Linked DNA regions of Mus musculus: all the other regions are linked to region 1. Evidence: chromatin contacts called from public Hi-C, HiChIP or PLAC-seq and promoter capture Hi-C data. All regions are on one chromosome and are shown on one strand. Each heading gives the region's core, a stretch centred on a gene start, on an enhancer-like site or on the middle of the called end of the contact. The rest is flanking DNA. Distances are from core to core; before and after follow the strand shown.

Region 1 (3,854 bases), core at 1,186-3,685:
AGCCTAGCCTTCTCCGAAAGTTCCAGGGCAGTGAGAGACCCTGTTTCAAAAAGAAAAACAAGTGGACGGTACCTGGGGAATGACCCTCCCCCCCCCCACCAAGTTGTCCTCTGGCCTCCATGTGCATGCCCACACGTGTACCCCACATACATTCCCATCAGATAGACATGCACTTGCTTAGCTAAGCCTTCAGAACCTGAGTTGGGGCCTGTCAGAGTCTCTGAGGCAGGAGACTTCCATCTTTTGTGCCGACTTCTCTGCTCCAGACACCTTAGACTTCCCATTCTTCTGTGGAAGCATGCTCCTCTCAGAGTTTAACCTTCAGGTCCCTCTTTCTTCCTTTTTCATTATTATTATTATTGTTATTATTATTATTATTATTAATGTGTACATGTATGTGTATGCATGTGAGTGAGGAAACAGAGAGATATCCAATTCCCTGCAGTTATAAGCAGTTGTGAGCTGCCAGATGTGGGTGCTGGGAACTGAACTCAGGTCCACTGCAAAAACAGTCAATGCTCTTAACCACTGAGCATCTCTTCAGCTCAGGTTTCTCTTTCCAAGATCACACACCTCCAGATCACTGGTCTTGTTGGCTCGAATGTTGTAGTCAACTCTTCCTGTCTTTTCCATCTGTCTAATGATAAACATTTCCCTAATGTCTACACTCCCCGCCCCCAGCCTGCCTCTCACTCTCCTGTGCTCTTTAAGCTCCTTGTCTTTTGTGAGGATTCATTCACTTGGTGTGGTTGGTCCAAGGTCTTGTCTTCCCTGGTATAGTGATGACTCCCGTGGACCGAATACCTTCTGTGTGTCTCAGGCTGTTTCACACACATCTCCTGCATCACCTGGTCACAGCCTGACAATATGGACGCATGGAGATGCACTCACAGTGTCAGAGACATCTGGAAGCTTCTACAGCCCCAACAGCACAATGCTGCCTGCCCCCATCCCTCAGGGAGCACGGTTCCCTTACTGGGCCCGCATCTTCATGCCCTGCCAAAGAACCTGACACACACTGGTAGCCAATCTAGATCTAGATGAGGGGATAAGATAGACGAATAGGAGGGACCCGAGGTCTGCACACTCTTTCTCCAGTGGTCTTTGTGAATTGAGCAACCTTACCTACTCTTCCAGCCTTAGTTTACCCAACATAAGACGTTCATATTAAACTTATATCCCATGATTATTGAGGCTGTGTTTTTAAAAAAGATTGTGTGTGTGTGGGGGGGGGGGCAGAGTAGAGTTCGAGTTCGTGGGTCCCCTGAGAGAGATTCAGGGTGGTTGCAAGCTGCCAGCGCTGGGTGCTGGAATCTGAACTAGTGTCCTCTGGAAAAGCAGCAAGTTCTATTAACCGCTGAGCCATCTCTCCAGCCCAAGGCTATGCAAACTGGGTCTCTCCATACAAACACCAGTATTTAGCATTTTCTTCCCACCCTCAGGATCTCAATTTGGGCGACCTAGCCCCCCGAAGGATGTGTGGCTGTCATCCTCCTAGAATCTAGTGGTCCAGCTCTGAGACAGTGCCACAGGGAGGCAGAGTGTCCTCTTGTTCTGCTGGCCTGGCCTCCGCACTCTGAGCTCTGCTCCCAGAGCAGGGCGGGGCTGGAAGCCTAGACCCGCCCTTGGGCCTCATTATCTACGTTTCCGCGTCAGGCGCGCTGGGTGAACTTGGCAAGCCCTCCCGGCGGTGGATGGGGAACACTTTGTGCCGAGCGCCCGCCCGCCCGCCGGGCCCTCCTCCTTCCCACCGGCGCCGCGGGGCCTGGACGCCTGCGCTGTTCTTAGGTCTGGGGTCTCTCGAGTGCCTAGCACCTGGCCCCGCAGCTCTGGACTCCCGCTCATCGTCCCTGGTGTCATCACCGATCTATTGGTCTACGGGTGTCCAAATGCGTAGACACCGCACGTAGTCAACAGGGTCATATAGATGCCGTGGCCCATTTTAAAACAAAGCTCAATTATAAGCGCTCAGCCGCTGTTTATTCCAGCCCAGTTTCAGATCCCCGAGGGCTGCTGTCAACTAGCACCCACAGGAAGCTCCATCCGAGCAAAAGGAACCTGGCTCGGAGCCTCGTGACTGGTTTGAGACTACCAGCTCCCTCAGGTCCGGACTGCTAGAGCCTAGGCAGATTTCTATGGTGGGCAGAAAGTTGAGGACCCAGTCTCCCATTCAGTGCGATCAGACGTACTGCGTGCTTGGTGGCTGAACAACAAGCGCTGAAGGTGGCAGAGACGGTAATGTCTCTATCTCCGGGACCTCACCTCCCACCCCCCTTCCCACGATCTCCGCTCCCCTCTAGCCAGGGCTGTACGCTGCTGCCTTGGTTCTAAAGTGCGTCACGGACGGGCACCAGCCGCGCTGCTCCACCGGCCTGGGTGAGGTTGGCGCCGAGCCAGCGCAAGCTGAGCCAGCAGCTCTTGACCATCACCCCGCCTAGAGACACCGGCGTGGAAAGCGCTCAAGCTGCGCAGCATCGGGTCGCTGCTGGAGACGCTCTCCGCTTTGGGCTCGGCGCCCCCGATCGGCCTCGGCCAAGCTCCGGAGCACGAGGTGACACCCCCTAAACTCCCTAGGCTGGCTCCCTAGGTTCATGGAGCCAGGAAGATTTCTTCTGAAGAAACTACGCCTCGGCCTCCCTGGGATCCTCGCCCCGCCCCGGGTCTCCGCCCCCTCCCCTTGGCTGGGGATCCCGGACCCGGCGGCGACCGCCTAAGAAGCTCCAGCAGCCTGGACAAGGAGGCGGCAGGGGGCCGGGAGCTGGTGGCTACAGACTCGCCCCGCCATGTGACGCGGTCCTCCTTGCCTGCGATCCCAGCGCCAGCGCCCGCGCCCAGCCGCGCCGCGCATCATGCTCCTGCCAGGACACCCGCGTCCACCACCCGCGCCCCAATCGGCGCAGAATCAGGGCCTCCGCAGGCAGGTAGAGCCTCCGGGGCAGCTTCTGCGCCTGTTCTACTGCACGGTCCTAGTGTGCTCCAAAGAGACCTCCGCGCTCACCGATTTCTCTGGTAAGAGCGCTCTTGCTTGCCTCGAGCCCGCGTTCCCCTAGCTGTTGCCCAGGTGAGTGGCCTCTGCATGGGGCACTACCTGGTTGGATTAAAGTTGAAGTGTTCTCCCTAACTAGTTATCTTGCCTCGTGGGAGCCCTTGGCATCTAGGTGGTGGTAGCAGGGAAGTCAGCCCTTATTAAGGCCGGGCTTATTTCGAGTTTCTCTAGGCTCTCTTGACTTTTGTTAGTTTCCTGGGCATCGGCGACGCAGCCCTGACCTTTGCATGTTCACCAGAGGACCCCTAAGCTGAGCCCGGACCCCTAAGCTGAGCCCGGACCCCTAAGCTGAGCCCGGACCCCTAAGCTGAGCCCGGACCCCTAAGCTGAGCCCGGTACCACGCCCAACTCTGGAAGATTGCCGTGGTCTGGACGAAGGGTTGCACTTGGCTGGCCACTCACACGATAAGGGTGCGTCCCAACCAGACTCCAGGGTACCCATGTAAGGAGACTTGTCCAGGGCACGTTGGACAGAAAGTCCAAGCCAGCCTCGAGGGGGGGAGCCTGGGAAGACTGGAGGTCTGGTGGAGATGCCCGGAGACTGATAGAAGCTGACAGAACAGAGACTGGACTCAGAGGCATGACTCTCCAACAAAAGGTGGCAGCACCCCCCCCCCAACACACACACACACACACACACACACACACACACACACACACACACGACTTTCTCCTGCCAAGTCAAAGATCAATGTGCTCTTTGGCGAATTCCTACCTGACCTCTGAGCAAAATACCTTAGCAAGGTGTGAGGCAAGGCTGCAGGTGGCAGTTAGTTGTGGGGATGGTTTTTAGAATCCATGCTCAAAG
Region 2 (3,622 bases), core at 198-2,697, 640 kb before region 1:
AGCACACATTTAGAGGCAGAGATCCAGGCTACTCATCTTTAAGATCCAACCCTAGGAAGGCTGGAGTGGAGGGGAGGAGTGACTGTCTCCATTGTGTCTTAGTGGATTCTGAAGGACCGATCAGCGAGTCTGGGCTCAAGACAACAGTGAAACCTTGCTGCCACCTGCTGGCCACTTAAGCCATCGTTCTGGGACCTTTGATGATCAGGAGCTAGCTTTTCTGGTATTTTGGATAGCTCATCTTTTCTCAGCACTTTTATGCTTGGCAGTTTATCTGAGCATTCTGGGTACCTGTCAATAAGAAGATGTGATTTCTTATGTCAAATCTGTATTATCATATTTGGTCTATAATCCTGGGAAAACCCAATAAAACCTGCTTTCATAAGGCAGTGGTTGAAGAAGGTGAGTATATACAAGTGTATTCCTGAAGTTCTAATGCCAGTGCATTCACCAACTGGGTGGCTTTGCCAAATTACTTCACTGTTCATAGCCTCCCTGTTCTCTGATTTAAAACAGAGCTGATCACCAGGTCTGCAGACACCAGGGACAACCTTTCAAACAGAAGGGAGGTGCTTGCTCAGTTGACTCTGTCCCCTGCCCATGAAGCTGTTCTCAGCTCCTGGGGATCCACCATCCATCTGGCAAGGGGGACACTGTGCCCCAAGGTACTCAGAGGCACTCCTGAGGAGCTGCCGGATTCCTGTCATTTCCCACAGTCCTTTGCTGATCCTCATATCCTCTCATCTTGATCACACTCTGAGGATGGGAGTCACCCCTGTTCATTGTATGCATGAATGTCTGTGTGTGTCAGAGAGAGAGAGAGAGAGAGAGAGAGAGAGAGAGAGAGAGAGAGAGAGAGAGATCGTCACTCAGTTTCTCTCTCCTGAACCCACACGTCATCCCTTTAAGGACACTAGTGTGTGAACATTATACTTGCTAAGTATATGACATAAAATCTGAAGGGTCCTTTTCAATGGTGCCTAAATGAACAGAAAGTGTTACCCTCCTAATGTCTGCTAGCTTAGCTTGCCACCCCACACACTTTGCTAAGCTTTGCTCCCAAACTATAGGTTTTGAGAAGAAAATTACTAACAGCCGAGCTTGCCCAGCAAGGCCATGCCTCTAAGCATTAAAATAAAAAGGATGTAAGACATAGAGATGTAATAAGACATTGATTGATTATTACAAATAAGAGAGAGAGAGAAAGGGAAGGAAGACTGGGACTTAGATGGCGTGTAGGCAGGCTGTGTCCTCCTGATTATGGTAAGAGGAAATGGAGGAAGGGTCACGGGGTCAGAGTTCACAGACTGTTCGCTCCACTCAGTCTGTGTCCACCCGCCTCGGGGCCTTGCAGCCTCATAAAACGAGTGGCCTCGCTCCTGCTCTACTGCTCTTATGGATCGTGGTGACATGGGTGGGAATTTCCCAACAGGCTCAGTTGATGGCGCTGTTTGGTAGGTCAAGTGTGGCCTTGCTTAGCCTGGAGAATACACAGACCCACCCACTTCCGATCTGCTCCCTTTAATTCTGTTTGCCACCAGGGATAAGAACTCTGAGCTTCTGCTCGCGCTTCCATGCCTACTATTGGCTGCTGCACCTCGATGCCGTGATGGACTCACACTCACACACACACACCCGAACCACAATCCAAAATAAGCTCCTTCCTCTATAAACTGCTTCTGGTGGGTCATGGTGCTTTATCCTAGCAAGGGAACAGTATCTAATATGTCAGGGTCATTTGCTTCTCACGTGGTTTTTTTTTTTTAAAGATTTATTTATTTATTTATTTTTTTGTCTATTTATTTAATGTATGCGGGTACACTGTCACTGTTTTCAGACACCAGAAGACAGCATCGGATGCCCATTACAGATGGTTGTGAGCCACCTTGCGGTTGCTGGGAATTGAACGCTCCAGCCCCTCTCACACAGTTGTTTCCAGGTTAGCAAACGCGGATGATAACCTACTTGAACTTGTTAGCAAGGCTTCCAAAGACATCTATTCTCAGGAACTTGGTCTTCTGTAAAGCATGTGAAATACAAATCAAAACAGCTAGCTCCTGGCCGGGCAGTGGTGGCGCATGCCTTTAATCCCAGCACTTGGGAAGCAGAGGCAGGTGGATTTCTGAGTTCGAGGCCAGCCTGGTCTACAGAGGGAGTTCCAGGACAGCCAAGGCTATACAGAGAAACCCTGTCTTGAAAACAAAACAAAACAACAACAACAAACTCAGCTAGCTCCCATTAATAAGGTATACATCCTAAGAGACTTTTTTTTCTATATATAAACATACGTGATAGTTTTACATGTAAACTAGGCACAGTAAGAGATTAACAAGATCCAAAAATAAAATAATTGTCACAATACACTGCAACAAAAATTATGTTATAAGAAAAATAAGATATGAGGTTATCTTTTAGGAATTTCCAATTAATATTTTCAAGCTTCAGATGACTGGAGTAATTGAAAACCAGAAAGTTAAAGCTTGGATGTGGAGACGACTACTGTCCATCACTGGGAGGACTACTGTCCATCACTGGGAGGACTACTGTCCATCACTGGGAGGGCCACTATCCATTATTGGGAGGGCCACTGTCCATCACTGAGAGGATCACTGTCCATTACTGGGAGGATCACTGTCCATCACTGGGGGATCACTGCCCATCACTGGGAAGATCACTGTCCATCACTGGGAGGATCACTGTCCATCACTGGGGGATCACTGCCCATCACTGGGAGGACCACTGTCCATCACTGGGAGGATCACTATCCATTACTGGGAGGATCACTGTCCATCACTGGGGGAATCACTGCCCATCACTGGGAGGATCATTGTCCATCACTGGGAGGACCACTGTCCATCACTGGGAGGATCACTATCCATTACTGGGAGGATCACTGTCCATCACTGGGGGATCACTGCCCATCACTGGGAGGATCATTGTCCATCAGTGGGAGGACCACTGTCCATCACTGGGAGGATCACTGTCCATTACTGGGAGGATCACTGTCCATCACTGGGGGATCACTGCCCATCACTGGGAGGATCACTGTCCATCACTGGGAGGACCACTGTCCATCACTGGGAGGATCACTATCCATTACTGGGAGGATCACTGTCCATCACTGGGGGATCACTGCCCATCACTGGGAGGATCATTGTCCATCACTGGGAGGACCACTGTCCATCACTGGGAGGATCACTGTCCATTACTGGGAGGATCACTGTCCATCACTGGGAGGATCACTGTCCATCACTGGGAGGGCTACTGTCCATCACTGGTAGCTTTTCCGCATGCCTCTCCTTACCTTTCTGTCACCGTGCTTTGTTCCATAAGGGCTGACCTCCATGAGTGTTTTCTGAGTCCTTTCCCTTGGGCTTCTCTGGGTTTGCCTAGTGAGAGGCAGTGAGAAGAAACCCGAGGAGGCAGGAGAGAGGTCAGTGTTTCTTTCCAGTGGCAGGGTCTGAGTCTTTCTCCTGGTTCCAGCAGGCAGGTCACACCCCTTCCTCCCCTGGCTGCCATGGTTTCTGGAGGCCTGCATCCATTAGCCTTGACCAGCTTTATGACTTCTTTGCAGAATTCAATCTGATGCCACCTTCACCATCTTGCTTGGACACTTTATCCT
Region 3 (4,175 bases), core at 977-3,476, 630 kb after region 1:
GCTACACTGGCCTCTTGCCCTCTTGGCTGCTGCTCCTGGGTCCCCTGTGTCTCTCCCCTCCTGGCTCTCCTCACATGACTGCTTCAGTTTGCCCCTCTGTCCACTCTGGACTCTTCCAGATGTCTCTGACTCTGGCTATGTCTCCCTTGTCTAGAATAAGAACCTCAACCCCGCCAGGCAGTGGTGGGGCATGCCTTTAATCCCAGCACTTGGGAGGCAGAGGCAGGCACATTTCTGAGTTTGAGGTCAGCCTGGTCTACAGAGTGAGTTCTAGGACATCCAGGGCTACACAGAGAAACCCTATCTTGAAAAACCAGAAGAAGTAAAGAAGAAGAAGAGAAGAAGAGGAAGGAGGAGGAGGAGGAGAAAGAAGAAGAAAGAAGGAGGAGGAGAAAGAAGAAGAAAGAAGAAAGAAGAAAGAAGGAGGAGGAGGAGAAAGAAGAAGAAAGAAGAAAGAAGGAGGAGGAGGGAAAGGGGAAGGAGAAGGAGAAGGAGAAGGAGAAGGAGAAGGAGAAGGAGAAGGAGAAGGAGAAGAAGAAGAAGAAGAAGAAGAAGAAGAAGAAGAAGAAGAAGAAGAAGAAGAAGAAGAAGAAGAGGAAGAAGAAGAAGCTGGACCCCTTCTTTTTTTCCTTTATTTATTGTCCACATCCTGCTCTCGGTGTCAGGATACCCTGTGGCTGACAGTGTGCAGGCCTTGTGTGTGCTGCCACAGTCTCTGAGTTCACTTGTCTATCAGTCCTGCTCTATCTGGAAAACACTACCTCCTTCAGTCCTCTGTCACCTCTGACGCTTGTATCTTTCTGCCTCCTTTTTGGCCTAGACTCTTGTGCCTTGGTGGGGAGGGATTTGGTGGAGACATCACATTTAAGACCTTAAGCTCTAAAGTCTCACTCTCTTCATATTGTTTAGCTATAGATCCCTGTATCAGTTGTTCTAACTCAGAGGTTCTCAACCTTCCTGATGCTGTGACCCTTAAATACAGCTCTTCATGTTGTGGTGACCCCCCAACCATAAAACTTTCATTGCTACTCCATAACTGCAATTTTGCTACACTTATAAATTGTAATGTAAATACCTCTTTTCAGATGGTCTTAGGTAACCTTTGAATAAGGATCTCCAGCCAAAAGTTGAGAAACACTGTTCCAACGAGTTTGCAAGAACTCTTGGACAGTGGGAAATAGAAACTTTAACAACCTTAAGTATGTGTCACTGGTAAGGTTCTTCCCAATGACTTAGTAGCCACGACCAAAAACTGTTGGATCCACAGATCTTTAGGACTTGTTCATTTCATGAGTCAAACAGTCGTGGGGGTTGATTCTTTCGTTTTTGTCATTCAAGGAGCTTGGGTTTGAGCCTCTTTGTCTTGTTTTAACAACAGTTGTCATAGCTGCAATAATAACCCTAAGAAGATCTGAAGAGAGAGAGGGAGAGAGAGAGATTGATTCTCTGGCAGCCCAGGCTGGCTCTCCACTCCCAATATAATGGGGGCACCCTGCTAACTACCTGCTGAGGTTACAAACATGTGTTACCATGCCCGATTCAATTATTTCATTTTTGCTGCCACGGGGTATTGAACCCAGGATCCCATGCATGCTTGTCCAGAAGCTGCCGATGTCCTCATCCATCATCTTTAAATTTTATTTCCATAGCGTAGTCTTGAGGTATGTAAGTAAATAACCTTCTCAAACGCAGGCTCGAACTCTTTACGAATAGGTGTCAGGGAACCATAATCTCAGACCACCCCAGCCCCTAGGATGTCACCTCTCCGCACACTGGAAATTACCTGCCTCTCTGATACCACCGAGGGTGCCCGGCACCCGTGGGTTCCCACACTAGGTTCCAAGAGAGCCCTTGAGGAACGAGCCATAGCTCACACACACACACAAAACCAAGAAACGAAAGCGCTCAGTGCAGGAACTCTGAGCAGGCGCTCTAGCAGCAAACTGAGTTCGCCTCTGCTGTTGGAACAATTAACGGTGGGCTTCCGGAAGTGGGGAGGGTCATGACCTGTCAGGAAACGGAAATTAAGAGGACAGTGACTGCATACTACAGGGCCTTTGCAGAGGGGGCGGAGCTTTCATCGAGGGGTGGGGCCTGAGCGGAGGGCGGGACGGGGGCGGAGCAAATAGATGGGGTGTTCCCGAAGGGCAGAGCCCGGGCTGGAGGGTGTTGCTAGGAGGGCTGCAATGGGCCAAGGATTTTTTTTGGCGCGTCACTTGAAGTGACAGAAGACGTAAGAGGTAGGGCTGTCGTAGGCTCGGCGTCTCTGGTGCTGCTGGCCCAGGCACCTCGGGTTCTGCCCGTAGCCTTAGGTGAGCGAAGGCCGAGCAACGGGGAGTAATTGCTGGGCGCAGGTAGCTTGAGTCCAGCGCTCTCACCCCGACGCCCGCCCAATGGCTCTGCTCCAGCCTGGGATTCTGACCCGGGCCCGAGCCTGGGATGGCTGGTGGGTGGGAGACCAGAGAGCAGCAGAAATGTGCTTTCCAGCCCTAGTGCGGTTTGTCCCGGGTTAACGGAGGAGTGAGATGAGAGTATCACTCCTAACAGTCGAGCAGGCTAACAAAACAATAACAAATAAGCCAGGGAACCACTGGGCTAATTACATCGGGAGAATGGCGACTGCTCTAAGGGTGAGAGACAAGAGAGATCTCTTCATAGTGATGAAAACAAACAAACAAACAACAACAATAAAACCAAAAAAGACAGCCCGGCATCCCAGCCAGAACTCCTGGAGATAAGTTCCGACTCCTCTCAGGGAGGTAAGTGATGCCCCAGGTCTCACCCTGAAGATGGCACACGGTGGAATTCATGCTAGCAGCGTGACACAGCCCAGGGGGTTGCTTTGGAACCTTTGTTCTTGGAAAGTTTTATGTTCAGCTCAGGGTGAAAAGAGTTTTATGTCTATGTTCATGTAAAATTAACAATTGAGCAGGGTGTACATTGAGAAATTAATTTTCAGGAGCTAAAGAGACGGCTCACTGGTGCTGCTGCTCTTTCAGAGGACTGCTGTTGGCGTCGTGGCTAACTCTAGGGCAGTGTTTCCCAGCCTTCCTAATGCTGCAGCCCTTTAATACAGTCCCTCGTGCTGCGGTGAGGCTCAACCATAGAATTATTTTGCTGCTACTTCATAACTGTAATTTTGCTACTGTTATGAATCATAACAGGCAACCCATGTGAAAGGGATGGAGACCCACACAGGCTGAGAACCCGTGCTCTACAGCCTCTTAATTCCATCTCCAGGAAAATCTGATCTTCTGACCTCTGCACGTATATATACTTACACACACACACACACACACACACACACACACGCATAATTAAAAACAAAAATGACTCAAAATGTGGTGGCACCCGCCTGCAATCCAACACTGAGGTAATTGAGGAAAGCGGCTCAGGAGCACCATACCCTGTGCTGGGTGATGTGAGCTTGTCTCCTGGAACTACATTAAAGATGCTGAAGTGGATGGCCAGGTGGCGCGTCTGATAGGATCTTGATTATACCAGTCATTGAGTGTATGAACTAATTTAACGTTCAGCCAGTTAACAGTTATGCCAGTCATTAAGTGTATAAACTAAGTTAACTTTCAGCCAGTTAACAATTACACCAGTCATTAAGTGTGTAAACTCATTTAACTTTCAGCCAGTTAACGATTACACCAGTCATTAAAAGCGTAAACTAGTTAAACTTTTAGCTCTCTGTTCAGCTACTATCCATTTTACAGGAGTGGAAGCTGCAGCACTGAAAGACGAAGTCGCCTACTCACACTGTACAGCCAGTTTCTGGCTTAGCAGAAGAATGTCCTTCCTTCAGAGTCAGTCCAGAGGAGAGAGCGTTGTTGCTTAGCAACTGTTGGGCTGTTGGTGTTGTTTTGTGCCCTAGTGTTTGTGCCTGCGTGTTTTCCTGTGCAGCTGTATACATTGCTTTGCACCCGGATGTGGGGGTCAGAGGTCAGGCGTCTTCCTCCATTGTTCTACATCTTATTTATTTTGAGACAGAGTCCCTAACTGAACCTGGAGCTGATTAATTCAGCTGAACTGGTTGTCCAGTGAATGCCAGGTATCCTCCTGTCTCCATCTCCTCAGCCTGGGGCTTGTGGGTACATGACTATGCCTGGCTAAGGAAGTGACTCCTCAGACTTCTGTACACACTTTACTGACTGAGCCATTTTCCCAGA
Region 4 (3,861 bases), core at 386-2,885, 580 kb before region 1:
AAGTGGTTTCTTGATTCCGTTAAAAAAAAAAAAAACCTGGGCCGGGCATGGTGGCGCACACCTTTAATCCCAGCACTCGGGAGGCAGAGGCAGGTGGATTTCTGAGTTCGAGGCCAGCCTGGTCTACAGAGTGAGTTCCACGACAGCCAGGGCTACACAGAGAAACCCTGTCTCGAAAAACCAAAAAAAAAAAAAAAACCAAAAACCCGTGTTTGCTAGGCATGATGGTGTACAGCAGAGTTGTCAGGCTGATCTACAAATGGAGACAGATCCTCACACAAGGCGTCATCTCAGAAACAAGTACAAAAGAAAAAAACAATGGTCTTCCATTCATAGCAAAGCGAAGCTACAGAATTTCCTGTAACCCTCTGGTGTGACTAGTAACACAACTGACACTAAGAATGGAAAGCTCTCTATAGTATCCAATCATCACAGCATGCAGGAAAGAGACTCTAGCAAAGGAAACATTGTGTGACTAGGAGGTTTCTTTACAAGGTCAATGTTATTAAATTATTTTAACGAAAACACCTATTATTATTAGATGAAGATGTCATGTTTCTAACCCTGTAACTGAAATCAAAAGCAACTCAAGACAGTAGCCACTTCACAGCCTCCACTGGAGCTGCAGCTCGCCTCACAAACTGTGCAGTAACAGCAGTGCTCAGAAGTACAAAAAGGTCAGTACAAGAAAAATGGCCCAGGATGGCCTTGTTGGTCATCAATGGGAGGAGAGGCTCTTGGTCCTGTGAATGCTTTATGCCCCAGTGTAGGGGAATGCCAGGGCCAGGAAGCAGGAGTTTGGTGAGCAGGGGGAGGGGAGAGGGAATAGGGGATTTTCGGAGGGGAAACCAGGAAAGGGGATAACATTTGAAATCTAAATAAAGAAAATATCTAATAAAAATAAAAGAGGAAGCCGGGCAGTGGTGGCGCATGCCTTTAATCCCAGCACTTGGGAAGCAGAGGCAGGTGGATTTCTGAGTTCGAGGCCAGCCTGGTCTACAGCGGGAGTTCCAGGACAGCTGGGGCTATACAGAAAAACCCTGTCTCAAATAAACAATAAACAAACAAACAAACAAAAGAGGAATAAAATGTAAACATGGAAAAAAAAGAAAAGAAAAAGAAAAATGCCGGTACCTGATGGTGCATCGTATCCTGCTGTATTGGCATCATTCGAGGCTGAAACTGGTCCATACTTTGATGCTGTGTGTATGCTGGCTGCTGCACGCCATCTCCAGGGTACCCACTAAAATGAGGTGAGCACTTTCATTACTCACTCAAAGCACTCAATGCCCTAAGTCACATTTACATTACAGAATGTCACTCTGGAGTAACAAGCAATCAACAAATTTAGTACAACACAAATGCCACATTTTAAAATTCTAACTCTGATAAGGACACTATTCCCAATAGGAATTTCTTTAATATAATTTTTTAAAACAAAGACTGTACTGGAATGTGTTTTTATCCTAACTGGTGCTTAGATTATACAACTTTCAAGGCATTAGGAAGAACTCACAATGGGGTCTGTGGAGGAGGGGGAGAGGTAGCAGAGGGCACAGGCACAGCCGTGGCAACAGCAGGTGTGGCTGCAGTGGGTGCAGGAGGCGCAGCCGTGGCAAGGGCTGCGGTGCTGATGGCTGCAGCATCCTCTTTCTTTGAGTCTTCCACAGCTTCTGGCTCGTCATCGTAATCGAATCTATCAAGCAGCTTCTGCAATATTCCATTTTAAAACAAAGACTGAGTCACTAAAAGAGAAACTACAGAAATCACACGTTTGCACGAGCCCCTACCATGCTCTATAAACAATTTCTTTTTCTCCTGCATGTTCTGGGGGCCTTGGTCTAAAGACAGGCAATTTTGACTAAGTGCACGTTAGAAAAAAATACAACTTAAATTCTATTTTCCTTTTCCAATGATGAAAGCAGTGTTCTTTTTTGCTTATTTCATAGTAAGTTTATGAGTACACTTATGTAAAACACCCACTTGCTTAGGCTAGCCTTCTGGAGCTCTGTGCACAGGCTAATAGGTGTATGCTTTCAGGCAGCTACAGTGCAGACTTTACCCTATCCCTATAAACACATATGCCCATGTGCTGCCCAGTCGAGAATATACTAATATAATCAAAGAAAAAAATATATGGGGTAGGACAGGGCCAACAGTCATTTCAGCAGTTTTACTATAAAATTTCTTTCTTAAAACTTCACAGCTCATACAAATTTTCCCAAACTTTTCTTAAAACAAACAACAAAAAACCTAACCCATATAATCTGTAAGTTCATGGGTTGGCAGGTAAGCTGCCTGTCTTGCAAGCCTTTTGAATTCCACCCTTAGAACCCTAGCAAAGGTGGAAGGGGAAAAAAAAAGACTACTCAAAATTGTTCTGACCTCCATGTGAACCATGCCATACGTAATTCACTCCCATCATAACTTTAAAAAAATTAAGCTTATTTTAAGGAAATGTAATGCACTGAACAGTTACTGTGGCTCCCTTTAGAGAGACTATACACTTTGTAATCATAATAAAATCTGTGATACAGACCTGATTTCATACTTTACATAGATAAGGCTCAGGACATCAGCTAACTTTTCTCTCCAGCTATGCCTACTAAACTCATGGCTTTACACCTCAGGTTCCTAACTCACGTTTCTTGTGCTGTTCTGCCTTCAAGCTCCAGTGTACGTTATGAAAAGATTTCTAAGTCACAAGAGGAAGGGCTTTCCTTAGACAACAGATTACACAGAACAAGTGTAAAGAGTGTTTGGTGACATAGTAAAAAACTCTTCTCCTTTTTCTGACATAGGGTTTCTCTGTGTAACAGTCGAGGCTGGCCTGGCACTCTTTGTAGAGTGAGCTGGCCTCGAACTCAAATCTGCCTGCTTCTGCCTCTGCCTCTCAAGTACTGGGATTAAAGATGTGCATCATCAAAGCAGTAAACTTCTTTATAAAAGAGCAATTAGTATTTTCTGAATATAATCTGTATTTCAGGTACTAACTTGTGGTAACAACAAGATACATTTTTTTTCAGTTTTAATATCCATATATATTGATATGGAAAAAGATTTGAAACAAAAAAAATCTAAAAAATTAAAAAAATAATTTCTGGTGGTTTAGAGGAAGATGTCGAGAGATCTGAGTAAGTGTTCCCAGTGTCTAGTGTAAAACAGGCTTCACTGCAATGAGGAGCACAGAGCACACAGCATACACACCCCATGCCATTACCCCCAGCATAAAATGTCTTTGTGCAAACAACTCCTTCAGGTAAAACCACTGCCGTGGTCTTACTCAGCATTTCCACTGCTGTATGTAAGAGGGAAAGTAACAGCAGCAGATGCTGCGGAGAATGACAAACAGTACTACCCAGAGATTCCAAAAGACTAGAAATGCAAGTATGAATGAAACAAAAAGTACTAACAGCCTATACAAAGAAATCCATTCACTAAAGTAAATGAACTCTCTGCAGGAGAAACTCTCAGCACATCTGAGAGCTGAAGAGATGCATTTAGAGTACTGTCTACTCGACAGGTACATTGTGATGGGTAATTTTTGCGTCAACCTGGATATCTAATATAGGCACCAGTTGTCAGGTCCACCCTAATAAAGACATTACTGCGATTAATGCGGGGGTAAAATACTTTAGACCACGTCATTTAATCAGTAGACCAGGAGTGTAGCAGATCGACCTGTCAAGTAAGTGGGCCCTGGACATGATCTTTCCCCCAAGAACTGTTTCCTGAAGAAGCCCCTGAGGAGCACAGCACAGAAAGCCTGCCCAAGTTTCTAGTCCGCTGCCCTTTGGGATGTTCCCAGGAAGTCTACATTGCTGACATTACATGGACTTACAGGCTGCTCATCTACCTGAA
Region 5 (3,652 bases), core at 401-2,900, 540 kb after region 1:
AGTTTGGTATATTTTGCTGAACATAATGATTTCCAATCCCACACGTTTTCTGAAATATTTCTATTTTTAATGTGCATGTGTATATAAAAGGGGGCATGCAGACCACAGTTTTGTATCATCTTTACCCCACTTGCTCGGGGCTACTTCTACAACTTCTTTGAAACTGTGGCTGAAACTATTTCAGCACTGAACGGCTTTTGTAGAGAACCAGGATCCCAGATAAGAGCCTTTCAAATTCATGAGACTGGTAGGAATTCTGCCAGTGTGACATAAGTGGTGGAAACCTCTTCAGGTCAGCCCAGAAAGAGAGACTCAGCAACTGTCAGTCCTGGTAGATGAAACTGTTCTCTTAAACTGCATATGGTGGCTCTGGAATGGTGATTCTAGCATTTGGTGGGTAGGGCGGGGAGATCTTAAGTTTCAGGCCAGCTGGACACACAAAGAGATCTTGTCTTTAAAGAGGGGGAAAACACATACACACGCTTTTTAACGGAAAGAAAATCCCTTTACATAAACTGTGAACTACCTCCCCTTCTCTTCCCTCGGAGATCTGAAAGTGAGAATCCAGGCCCAGGTAGGCATCATTGCCACGCCTCCTCTTACAGACTTCCATTAGCATTTCCACCTTGGAACTTCCACCTTCATACTTAGACTGTGCATACGCTACAGAAAGCTCCCGCGTATTCCATTTCGGAAGACAAGGGATGTCAGTTCCTAAGTAGGTATGGAAAGATTGTTTCTCCTTACTCTAAAATCGTTTGGTCTTTAGCCGGGCGTGGTGGCGCACGCCTTTAATCCCAGCACTCGGGAGGCAGAGGCAGGCGGATTTCTGAGTTTTAGGCCAGCCTGGTCTACAGAGTGAGTTCCAGGACAGCCAGGGCTACACAGAGAAACCCTGTCTTGAAAAACCAAAAAAAGGGGCTGGTGAGATGGCTCAGTGGGTAAGAGCACCCGATTGCTCTTCCGAAGGTCCAGAGTTCAAATCCCAGCAACCACATGGTGGCTCACAACCACCCGTAACGAGATCTGACTCCCTCTTCTGGAGTGTCTGACTTACATATAATAATAAATAAATCCTTAAAAAAAAAAATCGTTTGGTCTTGAGAGAGGGCCCTGGGGAATAGTAAGCAAAGACCCAAGAAGAAGCAGGCAATGAGTTATGGTATTTATAATTTTTGTTTGTGTCCTGTGTGGAAAATTATAATCAGAGGAGCTTAAAAACAAGTAAGCACAAGATGAGAGAGGGAGAGAAGAGGGAGGACTGGGAGGGGAGGGGAAGAGAGGGAAGCATGATTGACAAGCGTTCTGACACTCAGTTCTGCCCAGACCCCTCTTCCTTTGTATTTTGAGTCAGGGTGTCCCTACATTGCCCAGGCTGGCCTTAATTTTGCTCTGTATCAGATAGGTATTGAATTCGAGATCCTCCTGCCAAGGCCTTCCTGGAAGAAGAGAGTACACACCCGCATCACTAGGCCAGGCACCCAACCCATTCGTATCCAGTTAGTTCTAGGGATCAGGCACTACCTAGTCCTCCAAGGAGGCAGCGATAAACACAACAACCCCGATCCGTTAACTCTGGCTCCCTGGACTGTACTTGAAGTGGGTGGGGTCGTAATGGATGCGAAAGTGCCCATTTGTCGCCGGCTCCGCCCGGGCCCCGCCTCTCGCCTCGTTCTCTGTTCACCGCTAACCCCGCGGCTGGGAACCCTTGGCCTCCGGGAGCCTGCGTGGTCTAGCCCTAGACCAGGGGAAACCAGGCTGCCAGCGGAGACTCTTCGGGTCGCGGGGCACCGGCCATCCCGCCGCCGTCCCTTTCGCCTGGCTCGGCTCCCGCCTGCCTCCACTGCTCGCCAGCCGCGCGCAGCTGCGCCTGATGCCCAGAGCAGCTCGGAGGTGGCCCCAGGACATCCCAGAGGGGGATTCACGAGACCCGGCGATTCAGGTACTGTACTGCGGGCATTACGGGGACATGAATGGGTGTCGCTCGCCTCGCGGACAGTAGGACTGGGCCGCCTCCCCGCTGCCAGTTCCCGGAATCCCCTTTTCAATTCTCCTCTTCGGGACTCCGCCTCTTCCTGCCTTTCTTCCGTGGAGAGTCTGAGGATTCTAGCTCCCCCGACCCACAAGCTGCGTATGGGGGGCCCTCGTGGCCCCCGCATGGGCGCCTTCCTTTCACCGTTCCTTTGGTGAACTCTGGGTTTTTGTGGGCTCTCTGCCTTCACTCCACCAGCGTCGCCTCACCGAGGGTGCATGGGGCACCTTAGCCCGAGCCATTGCCAGATCCTAGGGGGTCCACATTCCTTAGGATCCACTACGCCTTGCCAAGCTAGTTATCATCTCCAGCCTCTGGGTCCTGTTCTGCGTCCTGACACCCCTCCCCCTACACACACACACACACACACACACACACACACACACACACACACACACACACACACTGCGCGCCCTGAAACCTACCTAAGGTCCCAGGATCGTTTGTTCAAGCTCCTACGAGGTCACTGAAGGGGTTGTGGCCCGCAGAAGATGGGCAGGGATGGGATACAGGAAAGGCACTGAGTTTATTGGTAGCTTGCATTTCTATTCCAAGCCAGCCAATAGTGCATGCGGTAAACCGTTGGCCCCATTGACCCATTTATTTGGTTAACATGGCTCTACTGGAAAACTTTGACAACCTATGAACTTTTGTGTTTTAATGTTTGTTTTATGTCCCTGTTTTGTGTGACAGGAGATCTTAGGAAATAGCCCAAGTGTCATCTAAGAAAGGTGCTAAGATTGGGACCAGAGACTGAGTTTGCCCTACTGTCCCCTGTCCCTTGCCTGTCAGTCCTTCTGTGCAGCCTTGGGAGAGTAATGAGGTGGGGTCTGGTACTGGGGTAACAGAGGTCACACCAAATATGGCTTCATCGACTTCACCAACACACTAGCAATTTGGGGATCGTTAATGAGGTTCATCAGTGTGGCGCAGGAAGTGACTGTTGTTCAAAAGTGGCTTTTCAAATTTAAATCATAAAAAGAAAAACCCGGATGTGACTATTCTAAAGTTTTTTCCCCTGTATTTATTTGAACATTTAAAGAGAGCTGAAGTTGTAGTGCCCCTTCCTCGTAGTCTTGGATTTCCTGGCTTGGATTCTCAGGGCTGCAAGTTTTAGTTAAGTAGTTAATGTTGAGTTAAAGAGCTCTCTGAGGTTTGGTTTGAGTTACTCAACAATGTGTCTAAAATAAATCTAGGAAGACCATAGCCTAAGAGGTACTGTTTTAGAAGTGAAACTACTTTTTGTTGTTGTTGGGTTGGTGGTGGTAGTGGTGCAACCATATCAGATAAATGATAACAGTCGGCTGCGGAGCTACAGCCCCAGACCAGACGTAAAACATGCATACCTCCATCTACTGAGTAACCTGTAATCTCACTTAAAACTCAAGGGACTGAGGTGAAAGGATGTTGTGTTAGAGGCAGGAGTAAGCTGCTTGGTGAGATCTTATCTCAAACAAAGAAAAGAAAAAAAAATTAGACCACTCCCAAATTCCCAAATGAATATTCTACTACTCCTACCTGTCCACACCAAGCCTCAGTAGACTGATTTTCCTGTTACATCTCTAGACATTCACACTGTTGAAGATTCAGTGATACAAATATATTCTCTGATTACTGGCC
Region 6 (3,953 bases), core at 415-2,914, 770 kb after region 1:
AAGGTCCCGAGTTCAAATCCCAGCAACCACATGGTGGCTCACAACCATCCGTAACAAAATCTGATGCTCTCTTCTGGAGTATCTGAGGACAGCTACAGTGTACTTACATATAATAAATAATTAAAAAAAAAAGAGTAGAACTGGGACATAAAGAGTGGAGAGTGAAGGAGAGAATTTTGAGGAACTCCCCCAGCCTTTTTTTCAAGACAGGGTTTCTCTGTATAGTCCTGGCAGTCCTGGAACTGGAGCTGTAGACAAGACTGGCCTCACCTGCCTGAGTGCTGGGATTTAAGGCGTGCTGGAGGGTTTCACTTTTTATTTGCTGTTTCTGTATTGTCTGAAAACTTTACTTGATAATCTTCTTCAATGTTTATTACATTAAAAGACACATAAGGACTAAGCAAGATTGATTCTTTAATCAATTGACCCCAGTAGTGAATTTAGAAAACCAAAACCAAAACCAAACAACGCAATAGCGTTGAAGGCTGCTGTCTAGCTGATAGAGGAAGAATGGGGAGGATCAAAGGGTGTGTCTCCTGAAGAGGAAAAAACTACATCCTCACCCCGTTCCGATTAAACCTGCTTTTCTTGAAGCATCGCTATGCAAATTAACCTCTGGGTTTCATTTTTAGGATCAGGAAGTCTTTGAACACTATGCTCGTTTAAGTGTTTAAATTGCTTGGCTCTGGTTTTTGGAAGCCGCACACAGGTAGAAAAGACAAACGAGAAAGGAGGATGAGAAGCCTGGGAATAAGCGCCCCTGGAATTATCTAGAAATGGGATTTGTGGTACAAATAGGGTGAAGAGTTGGAGCGCGAAGGATGCACGGGGGGGTAGGGGGGTGGATGTTGTTGAGGGTGAGCATATCTACTCCAGCGAGAGGTTTGAATTCCCACGCCCCTCCTCCCATCGCAGCAGCAAGGTGGAAGAGCGAGCCCAGCCCTCTGCTGCTACGGTCGGAAAGGTCACGTATCTACCCACCTCTCAGGCTCAAGTACCTTCCAGTGGTGAAAACCAACTTACTGGCTAAAGACCAAAATGGCCTAGCCTACAACGACCACTGCTCTGCTACTTCTCTGAAAAGGCCACTCGCCACTTAGGATGAATTCCCAAAGACTTCCCTCCCTCTCCTCCCTCTCCTCCCTCTCCTCCCTCTCCCCCCAGCGCTTGCAGGATGGAGGGGAAAGTCAAGGATACAAGGACAGTTCCTGGCAACGGCTCCGAGCAAACGGGAGGGTCGCTCGTCCCCAGACGCTCGTGGGGCCTCGGTGGCGGCTGCGGCGGTGCCCCACAGGACCTCCATCCCCTACCGATCGCCTTGGGGACCTCCCCAGACTCAGGACGAGATGCGCGGCGGAGCGGCCTGCCTCGGCTGAGCGCGGGTCACGGCGGCGTCAGGGCCACGGGGCGCCGAGAGGACGCGGGCGCAGGCCGGGCCCCGCCGGTCGCCCGCGCGCTCCTTGGCACCGACACGGGCGGCGCCACAGAACCTCAGGCCGCGCCGGGCCGGCGCCCTGCGTTCGATCGGCAGATCACAGAAACCCGAGACCTGCCAACCGCACTCACCCGGCTACCTGCGAAGTCTACACCGAGCCCAGGCAGGAGCAGGGACGTCGAGGGCGCGCGTCTGTCCGGGAAGCAGCGGCCCGATCAACCTCAGTCCGGGAGCCGGGGGCCGGCGGCGGGCGGGAGGCCAGGGCGCCGGTGGGGCGGGGGCGAGGCGCCGTGCGCACCGCAGGAACCAATGGGATTGCAGCAAGTGGCCTGCGTGGGCGGGGCATAACCCCTGGAGGCGGGACCGGGACCTCAGAGGCGGAACGGGGCTGGACCCGTGCGCTCTGCGGAGACCAATCATAGTGCGACCGATTAGATAGAGGGCGGGGCTTGATTCCTGAGGGCGGGGCTGGCGCGGTGCTCTACCTGCGTCCTGGAGCTGAGGTCCGGACCTCTCCTGCTGCGGTTTGCGGTAGTAGTGTAAACTCAAGCGCCTCAGCATCGGTGAGAGCACCGGTACGGGGAACCCAAGCCTATTACGCAAGGTCCTCTTGCATATCAGCAGTTGAGCATTGTTCACCAGCTGCCGAGAGTCGAGAACGCACTCCAAGACGTTCAAAAACCAAGACCTCAGAAGATGAAGTTACAGGTCCAGGGATCCCAGTCAGTACTGGTTTTCTGAGGGTACCCGCAAAGCAAAGCTACATAGCTATTTCAGCCTGATTCCTTTTTCCGTCTATCCAAATAGATTTTTGGCTTGTTTTGGGAGCAAATCTTTACTTATCTCCTTTAGAGATACTGCCTCTGGATTTTTCAGCATAACTTCAAAAACCACATTTCCTACAGAATATAAATGCAGTTAAAGAAAGATGCAAAGTCCAAGTTACTACTACATTGAAGGTAAAAACACACTTCACCTAGATAGAGTAAAGCAAAAAGATTTTTGTGTCACGTAACTGTCACAAATGACATCCTGGATCCTGTTACTCCTGTAGTTCTTGTATATAATCTAGGATTTAGGTATTCAATAAATATTCACTGCATAAATTCCTTTTTGGAGTATGGGATTATGCACACACACTAACAAGCAAGAGGGGCAGCAGAAGGGAACATCTTTAGGTATCTGTCCCAGAGCTAGGGAATGTAGTTCAGTTGGTACATTATTTAGCCTTAAATACATAAGGCTCTGGCTTGTATCCCAAGCATCATATAAACAGGTGTGGTGATACATGCCTGTGATCCCTGCATTCCAAAATGTCTCAGCTTGGGTATGATCATGGTCTCAAGCATATTTCTATTTCCAGTCAGACTGGATTACACAGCAAATTCAAGACCAAACCGAGCCGGGCGTGGTGGCGCACGCCTTTAATCCCAGCACTTGGGAGGCAGAGGCAGGTGGATTTCTGAGTTCCAGGCCAGCCTGGTCTACAAAGTGAGTTCCAGGACAGCCAGGGCTATACAGAGAAACCCTGTCTCGAAAAAAACAAAAACAAAAACAAAACAAAACAAAACAAAACAAAAGATCAAGCTGAAGTGAGGTCCTGTCTCAAAACTACTGGAGGATCTGGGATATAGTGTAGTAGTAGTGCGTTGCCTGTCCAGAATGTGCCGTCTGCTTTCACTTCTCCATCAGTTAAAAAGGGGGGCAAGGGGGACTGGGAAGATGCTCTACCGGAGGACCCAGAGTGGGGCTCACATCCACCTGTAACTCCAGATCCAGGGGCCACCTTCCTCTTCTGGATTCCCTGGACATCAAGCATGCAAATGGTGCACATATATGCATTCAGGCAAAACAAAAATACACAGGCTGGAGAGATGGCTCAATGGTTAAGAGCACCAACTGCTCTTCCAGAGGTCCTGAGTTTAATTCCCAACAACCACATGGTGACTCACAACCATCTACAATGGAGTCTGGTGCCCTCTTCTGGTGTGTCTGAAGAGAGCAATGGTATACTTATATACATGAAATAAATAAATAAATAGGGAAATAAAACCACTCATACACATAAAATGAGTTTGAATATTGAAGAAAAAGACCAGACCTCCATACATGCATTACTTGAATTGGAACTCCACCAAATGCTATGCAATCATATACTTTGGTGGTTTTGTTTTGTCTTGTTGCTGATTTTTTTGATTGTTTGTTTCCAAGACATGGTTTTCCTGTGTAACAGTGCCCTGGTTGCCCTGGAACTTGCTTTGTAGACCAGACTGATCTCCATCTCATAGAGATCCACCTGTCTCTGCCTCCGAGTGAGCCAGCACACCCTGCTGCTCATATACGTTGTTAGATTCTGGCCTGAGCACCTGTCTGTCGAGGCTCCCCAGGCTGGGGAGATTTTGAAACTTGCCACGGCACTCCAGTCGAGTCAGCCTGTCAGGCAGGGATGCCTAAAAGCTGCTCATGAGGCAAAAAGAGTTTCAAGGAAGCTCTCCTCCTGGAGTCTGGAGTTCTCTTA
Region 7 (3,944 bases), core at 1,170-3,669, 790 kb after region 1:
TCAGGATCCACTCTGGTTGGTATCCATTATCTATCAATATTCGGTTCAGGTTGTGAGTCATGGGATCAATATATGAGCAGCCAGAAAATTTCTTCAGCGGTTTTCCTTTCCCGCTGAGATTGTCAAAGTCTCCTTTTGCCATGGATTCCTGAATGAGGTCCTCCACCAGGCGCTCGATGGCTTGAGTTATCTTCTGTTGCTTGCTCTGCCGTACGTCCTTGACAGTTATGCTGTTGGCGAAGAACTCCCTCTGAAGCTTCTGCCTTTGGTATTCCATCACCTGCTCCGTCGCGCGATCCGCCCTGAACTGCCTGTATTGTTTCTCTCGCTGGCTGGGGGTCCCAAAGCCGACACCTTCGAAGCTTAAGTAATGTCGGTGCTGAGGTGTGTTGTATTTGAACTTTCCTTCTTCTTCATCTTCTGCTGCATCTTCAGCTTTATCCTGTCCGGCATGCATCCGTTTTATCGCATGGGACAGCACATTCCTGTAAGCCTCTTCAATCTTTATAAATGTTGCAGAGTCAGCATCACTAGAACCGCTGTCTGGGTGGTACTGCCTGGCGAGCTTGTGAAAAGACTCCCTGACGTCGTCTACAGAGCATCCTTCATCCAGATTCAGCAGCCTGTAATATTCTCTCAGCTTCTGGGATTCATGGGTTGATATCATCCTGGATCTGGGGTCTGAAAGCATTTTTATACCAGGAGGAATCAAGGAAGCGTTTGTTAGGTGCAGTCTCAAGATCCGAGTGGTCTTCATGCACACTGTGTTTATCATTGTATCTGGAATTCTTAACAGTGATCTACAAAACAGCAAAGAGCAGTTGGATACACTTGTACTATCAGTCATTTTCTTTTCATCAATAACCAGGTAAGGGTATGGGTTCCATGTCCTTAGTAAGCTTTGGTTCTTGGGGGCAAGAGAATGGGTTGAGGTGTGGTTCCCAGCACCCACATGGCAGCTAATAAATGTCTCTCACTCTGGTTCCAGGGGGTCTGACTCCTTCTGGCCCACTCAGGCATTGGACACACATGGTGCACAGCCATAGTGTAGGCAAAACACCATATGTATATAAAAAAGAAAGTCAGTTCTTTGTAACAATGTTGCTAAACAAGAATATATAAGTATCTATGACTTTTCTTGGTGCAGCTAGAAAATGACAGTGATGTTTGGCTATCACATAGTGTGACAGGAACTGAAGTCTACTGCTTGAAGACAGGGTTTCTCTCTGTGTAGCTCTGGTTGTTCTGGACTCACTTTGGAGACCAGGCTGGCTTCAAACATAGAGAGATCCACCTGCCCCTGCCTTCCATGTTCTGGGATTAAAGACATGCATACCTCCGCCCGGATCCAATGCACAGAATTTTAGATCTAGAAAGTTGTTAAAACTCATCTAACCTAATTTTCTCATTTTATAAGAAAACGGGTCCAGAAGGTTAAGCAACTCTTAAGGTTAACCAAAGAACTTACATTACCAGGTACTGCAAATGGTTAGGTTTGGGGCACAGTAAAGCTTAACTGCTTTTTGCTTGTTTGTTTTTGAGATAGGGTCTCTCTACATAGCCCTGGCTGTCCTGGGACTCATTATGTAGACCAGGCTGGACTTGAACTCACAGAGGTCAGCCTGCCTCTGTCTCCTGAGTGCTGGGACTAAAGGAGAGCATCCAAGCCCCACACTTGGCTTAGCTATACTCAGCAAATTACACATTTCCCTGAGCACAATTTGTGTTGTTGTTTTGTTTTGCATACAGTGTAGAATGGTCGTCACCATTTCCAAGTATCTAACTTGCTGCATATCAAACAGGGAACATACAGACCGGTACTCAGTGGGACACCAGATGGGACTGAGAATCAAGAATGCAAGCGACTTTAAGGTCTGCACCTCGCTATTTGCTAGGTGCCAGGGCAAGGAAGGGCGATAAAGGGTGAGAGAGCTTTTGCTGTATTTAAAAACGCATGGTCCTGTGGAAAAAGATACTGAACACTGACGAAAGGCAACGGAGTACTTACTGGAGGATTACTGATCCTTTGAATGTAAGGTGCGTTTTAGAAGTCATGGTAGCCCGATGTCACAATATAGGGGTCAGTGGATTTTAGAGTTGTCTGGGATGCCGGTGGTTATGCTCACCGTGGTGAGGGGTGCCTCAGAAGAGTGTCGGTCCGCTGCACCCCCTACTCACCTTCACAGACGTGATGGGGGTTCAGCGGCTCGAAGCTCAAGCTGCGCCTTTGCGCAGCACGCGTGGCCCGCTCCGTCCCTGTCTCGGCTACTGGACCCTCTGCCGCGCTACACTGCAGAGCCTTTCTTCATACCTTACTACGACAGGTAGTTTCCCTCACCAGGGACAGCGATCTCTTTCTTATAAAACCATCCCCCACGGAACAGAGGACAGACTCCCCTGGACGCTTGTTGTTGTGCCGGGGGCGATAGGCCCCGCCTCTACCCGCTTTCGAGGGCAGGGTTCGGCCGATTTGGATTGTGGGAAATGTAGTTCTCCGGCAGGTGCAGAGTAGAGGCATTAGGGCCTGGAGAGGAGTTATGGCTTGTGATAGATTTGTGACCCCAACGTGTATGTAATTTGAAGAGCACTGACCTCAGTAAATTGTTTTAAATGGAGGAAGATTAGGCCGTTTGCCTCTATGGGACACCTGCACCGTCAGTAGGCTTCTTTAAGCCTAGAAAGATGGTCTTTCCTTCAACCAAGTTTGGATTAAAGGTGTGCGCCACCACTGCCTGGCCCAGCCAAGTTTGTTTGGGTGGATGGCTCTTGTTTTTTGACACTGTCTCCCTTAGCCCAGGCTGGCCTCACACTCGCTATGTAGTAAAGAGGGATTTTGGGTTGCACATCCTCCATGCTTCCGTTTTCCAGGTGCTGGGATTACACAGTAAAATTGCTACTTGTTTATGGAATGTTGGGGATATAAAACCAAGGGCTTATGCATGCAAGGCAAGTTCTGTCAGGGCTCTGCGTATTGTACGATACCTCACCCCATTGAGCACCGCACATAGCCAGGGGTTGGAAAAGAAGGGAAAAATGTGTCTTTGGTTTTATTTTATTCTTTATTATTTTATTTTTATTAATTATTATTATTTGGTTTTTTTGAGACAGGGTTTCTCTGTGTAGCCCTGGCTGTCCTGGAACTCACTCTGTAGACCAGGCTGGCCTTGAACTCAGAAATCCACCTGCTTCTGCCTCCCAAGTGCTGGGATTCCCTGCCTCTTGTCTCTTGAATGGTTAAAGACATGTCACCGCACTCCATCCTAAAGATACAGTTTTAAAAAAATTAGCGGCACACTTTTAATCCCAGCATATAAAGGCAGAGTCAGGTGGATCTCTGTGAGTTTGAGGCCAGTCTAGTCTGAAACTCTGTAGACCAGGCTGGCCTTGAACCCACTTGCCTCTGCCTCCCAAGCGCTGAGATGAAAGGTGCGTGCCACATCTGGCTTTGAAAATCTTATTACACCGGTTATGTTTTGTATGTGTAGTTTCGTGTTTTGTATGCTGTGGTCTCTACTGGTGGAGTTGGTTGTCTGCTTCTGTCGTGTGGATCCTGGTGGTCAAGCTTGAATGAAGGTAGAGTCTTTACAGGTTGGGCTATCTCAATCTTGAATAACTAATGTGTATATAGTAGCCGCTCACACTCAATGTGTCTAAATAGTATTCTGTTGTGACCATCATGAGAGCCAAGCATTGTGGGAGTTTGGCTGTGCTGCCTGAAAAGTGTTAGCCCATCGCCCGGGCTTGCTGACTCAGCACAACCTTCATCTGGGTCCACTGCTCCCACCTGTTGTATGCAAATCTGCCTTAACTGCCAGTGGCTGGCGGAGGGGCTTGGGTATATAGGCCAGGGAAGGCAATTCAGGAGGCTGGCTAAGCTCTGTAAGGAAGCCTAGTGATGTCTGCCCAGAGTGAGCTTTGGCAGAATGGCCCTGGGTTTGGGACCC

What was found. Promoter capture Hi-C pulls out the DNA fragments that hold promoters and counts their contacts. Hi-C and Micro-C count contacts between places; a contact is called where the count stands out from the background. HiChIP or PLAC-seq counts read pairs in DNA pulled down with a chosen protein or histone mark.
Region 2: a Hi-C map of the N1E-115 cell line shows a contact between it and region 1, with 4 times the contacts expected there. The contact joins the enhancer-like site here to the promoter of Eva1c in region 1. A contact is called at or near these places in 3 of 39 promoter capture datasets (hippocampal neurons, liver and stem cell-derived epiblast-like cells), 1 of 484 Hi-C or Micro-C datasets (the N1E-115 cell line) and 1 of 9 other capture datasets (adipose tissue).
Region 3: a contact with region 1 is called in an H3K27ac HiChIP or PLAC-seq map of embryonic stem cells, with 4 times the contacts expected there. The contact joins the promoter of A930006K02Rik here to the promoter of Eva1c in region 1. A contact is called at or near these places in 1 of 39 promoter capture datasets (liver) and 2 of 115 datasets of contacts at active chromatin or transcription factors (embryonic stem cells and pancreatic cancer cells).
Region 4: a promoter capture Hi-C map of hippocampal neurons shows a contact between it and region 1, with 2.4 times the contacts expected there. The contact joins the enhancer-like site here to the promoter of Eva1c in region 1. A contact is called at or near these places in 6 of 39 promoter capture datasets (the 3T3-L1 cell line, 3T3-L1-derived adipocytes, cranial neural crest and 3 more) and 2 of 115 datasets of contacts at active chromatin or transcription factors (astrocytes and embryonic forebrain).
Region 5: an H3K4me3 HiChIP or PLAC-seq map of embryonic stem cells shows a contact between it and region 1, with 8 read pairs. The contact joins the promoter of Ifnar2 here to the promoter of Eva1c in region 1. A contact is called at or near these places in 5 of 39 promoter capture datasets (embryonic stem cells, liver, stem cell-derived epiblast-like cells and 1 more) and 2 of 115 datasets of contacts at active chromatin or transcription factors (both in embryonic stem cells).
Region 6: a FOXA1 HiChIP or PLAC-seq map of pancreatic cancer cells shows a contact between it and region 1. The contact joins the promoter of Tmem50b here to the promoter of Eva1c in region 1. A contact is called at or near these places in 1 of 39 promoter capture datasets (liver), 1 of 484 Hi-C or Micro-C datasets (embryonic stem cells) and 2 of 115 datasets of contacts at active chromatin or transcription factors (microglia and pancreatic cancer cells).
Region 7: a contact with region 1 is called in a promoter capture Hi-C map of liver, with 4 times the contacts expected there. The contact joins the promoter of Dnajc28 here to the promoter of Eva1c in region 1. A contact is called at or near these places in 5 of 39 promoter capture datasets (hippocampal neurons, liver, pre-B cells and 1 more) and 1 of 9 other capture datasets (embryonic stem cells).

The regions. Positions count from the first base shown.
Region 1 is chr16:90,828,424-90,832,277 of GRCm38.p6, forward strand. Eva1c (eva-1 homolog C (C. elegans)) reads left to right here and starts at 2,436. Exons shown (of 8, transcript NM_001199210.2): 1 at 2,436-3,009. The coding sequence starts at 2,850.
Region 2 is chr16:90,186,249-90,189,870 of GRCm38.p6, forward strand. No RefSeq gene overlaps it. Among named protein-coding and RNA genes, the nearest start is that of Gm35714, 16 kb to the right of the region's middle. Within about 2 kb of position 1,448, at least 11 of the 459 cell types and tissues checked have an H3K27ac peak or open chromatin away from gene starts, as enhancers often do. A contact at or near this core is called in the N1E-115 cell line and liver, where this site is marked.
Region 3 is chr16:91,462,878-91,467,052 of GRCm38.p6, forward strand. A930006K02Rik (RIKEN cDNA A930006K02 gene) reads left to right here and starts at 2,227. Exons shown (of 2, transcript NR_077219.1): 1 at 2,227-2,759.
Region 4 is chr16:90,250,741-90,254,601 of GRCm38.p6, forward strand. It overlaps Scaf4 (SR-related CTD-associated factor 4), which reads right to left. Exons shown (of 20, transcript NM_178923.4): 8 at 1,517-1,710; 9 at 1,135-1,243. Among named protein-coding and RNA genes, the nearest start is that of Scaf4, 32 kb to the right of the region's middle. Within about 2 kb of position 1,636, at least 7 of the 459 cell types and tissues checked have an H3K27ac peak or open chromatin away from gene starts, as enhancers often do. A contact at or near this core is called in hippocampal neurons, where this site is marked.
Region 5 is chr16:91,371,133-91,374,784 of GRCm38.p6, forward strand. Ifnar2 (interferon (alpha and beta) receptor 2) reads left to right here and starts at 1,651. Exons shown (of 9, transcript NM_010509.2): 1 at 1,651-1,942. It overlaps Gm36587 (a long non-coding RNA gene), which reads right to left. Exons shown (of 4, transcript XR_876244.2): 1 at 2,458-3,652.
Region 6 is chr16:91,596,016-91,599,968 of GRCm38.p6, forward strand. It overlaps Tmem50b (transmembrane protein 50B), which reads right to left and starts at 1,665. Exons shown (of 7, transcript NM_030018.3): 1 at 1,567-1,665.
Region 7 is chr16:91,616,580-91,620,523 of GRCm38.p6, forward strand. It overlaps Dnajc28 (DnaJ heat shock protein family (Hsp40) member C28), which reads right to left and starts at 2,420. Exons shown (of 2, transcript NM_138664.2): 1 at 2,179-2,420; 2 at 1-800. The coding sequence starts at 775.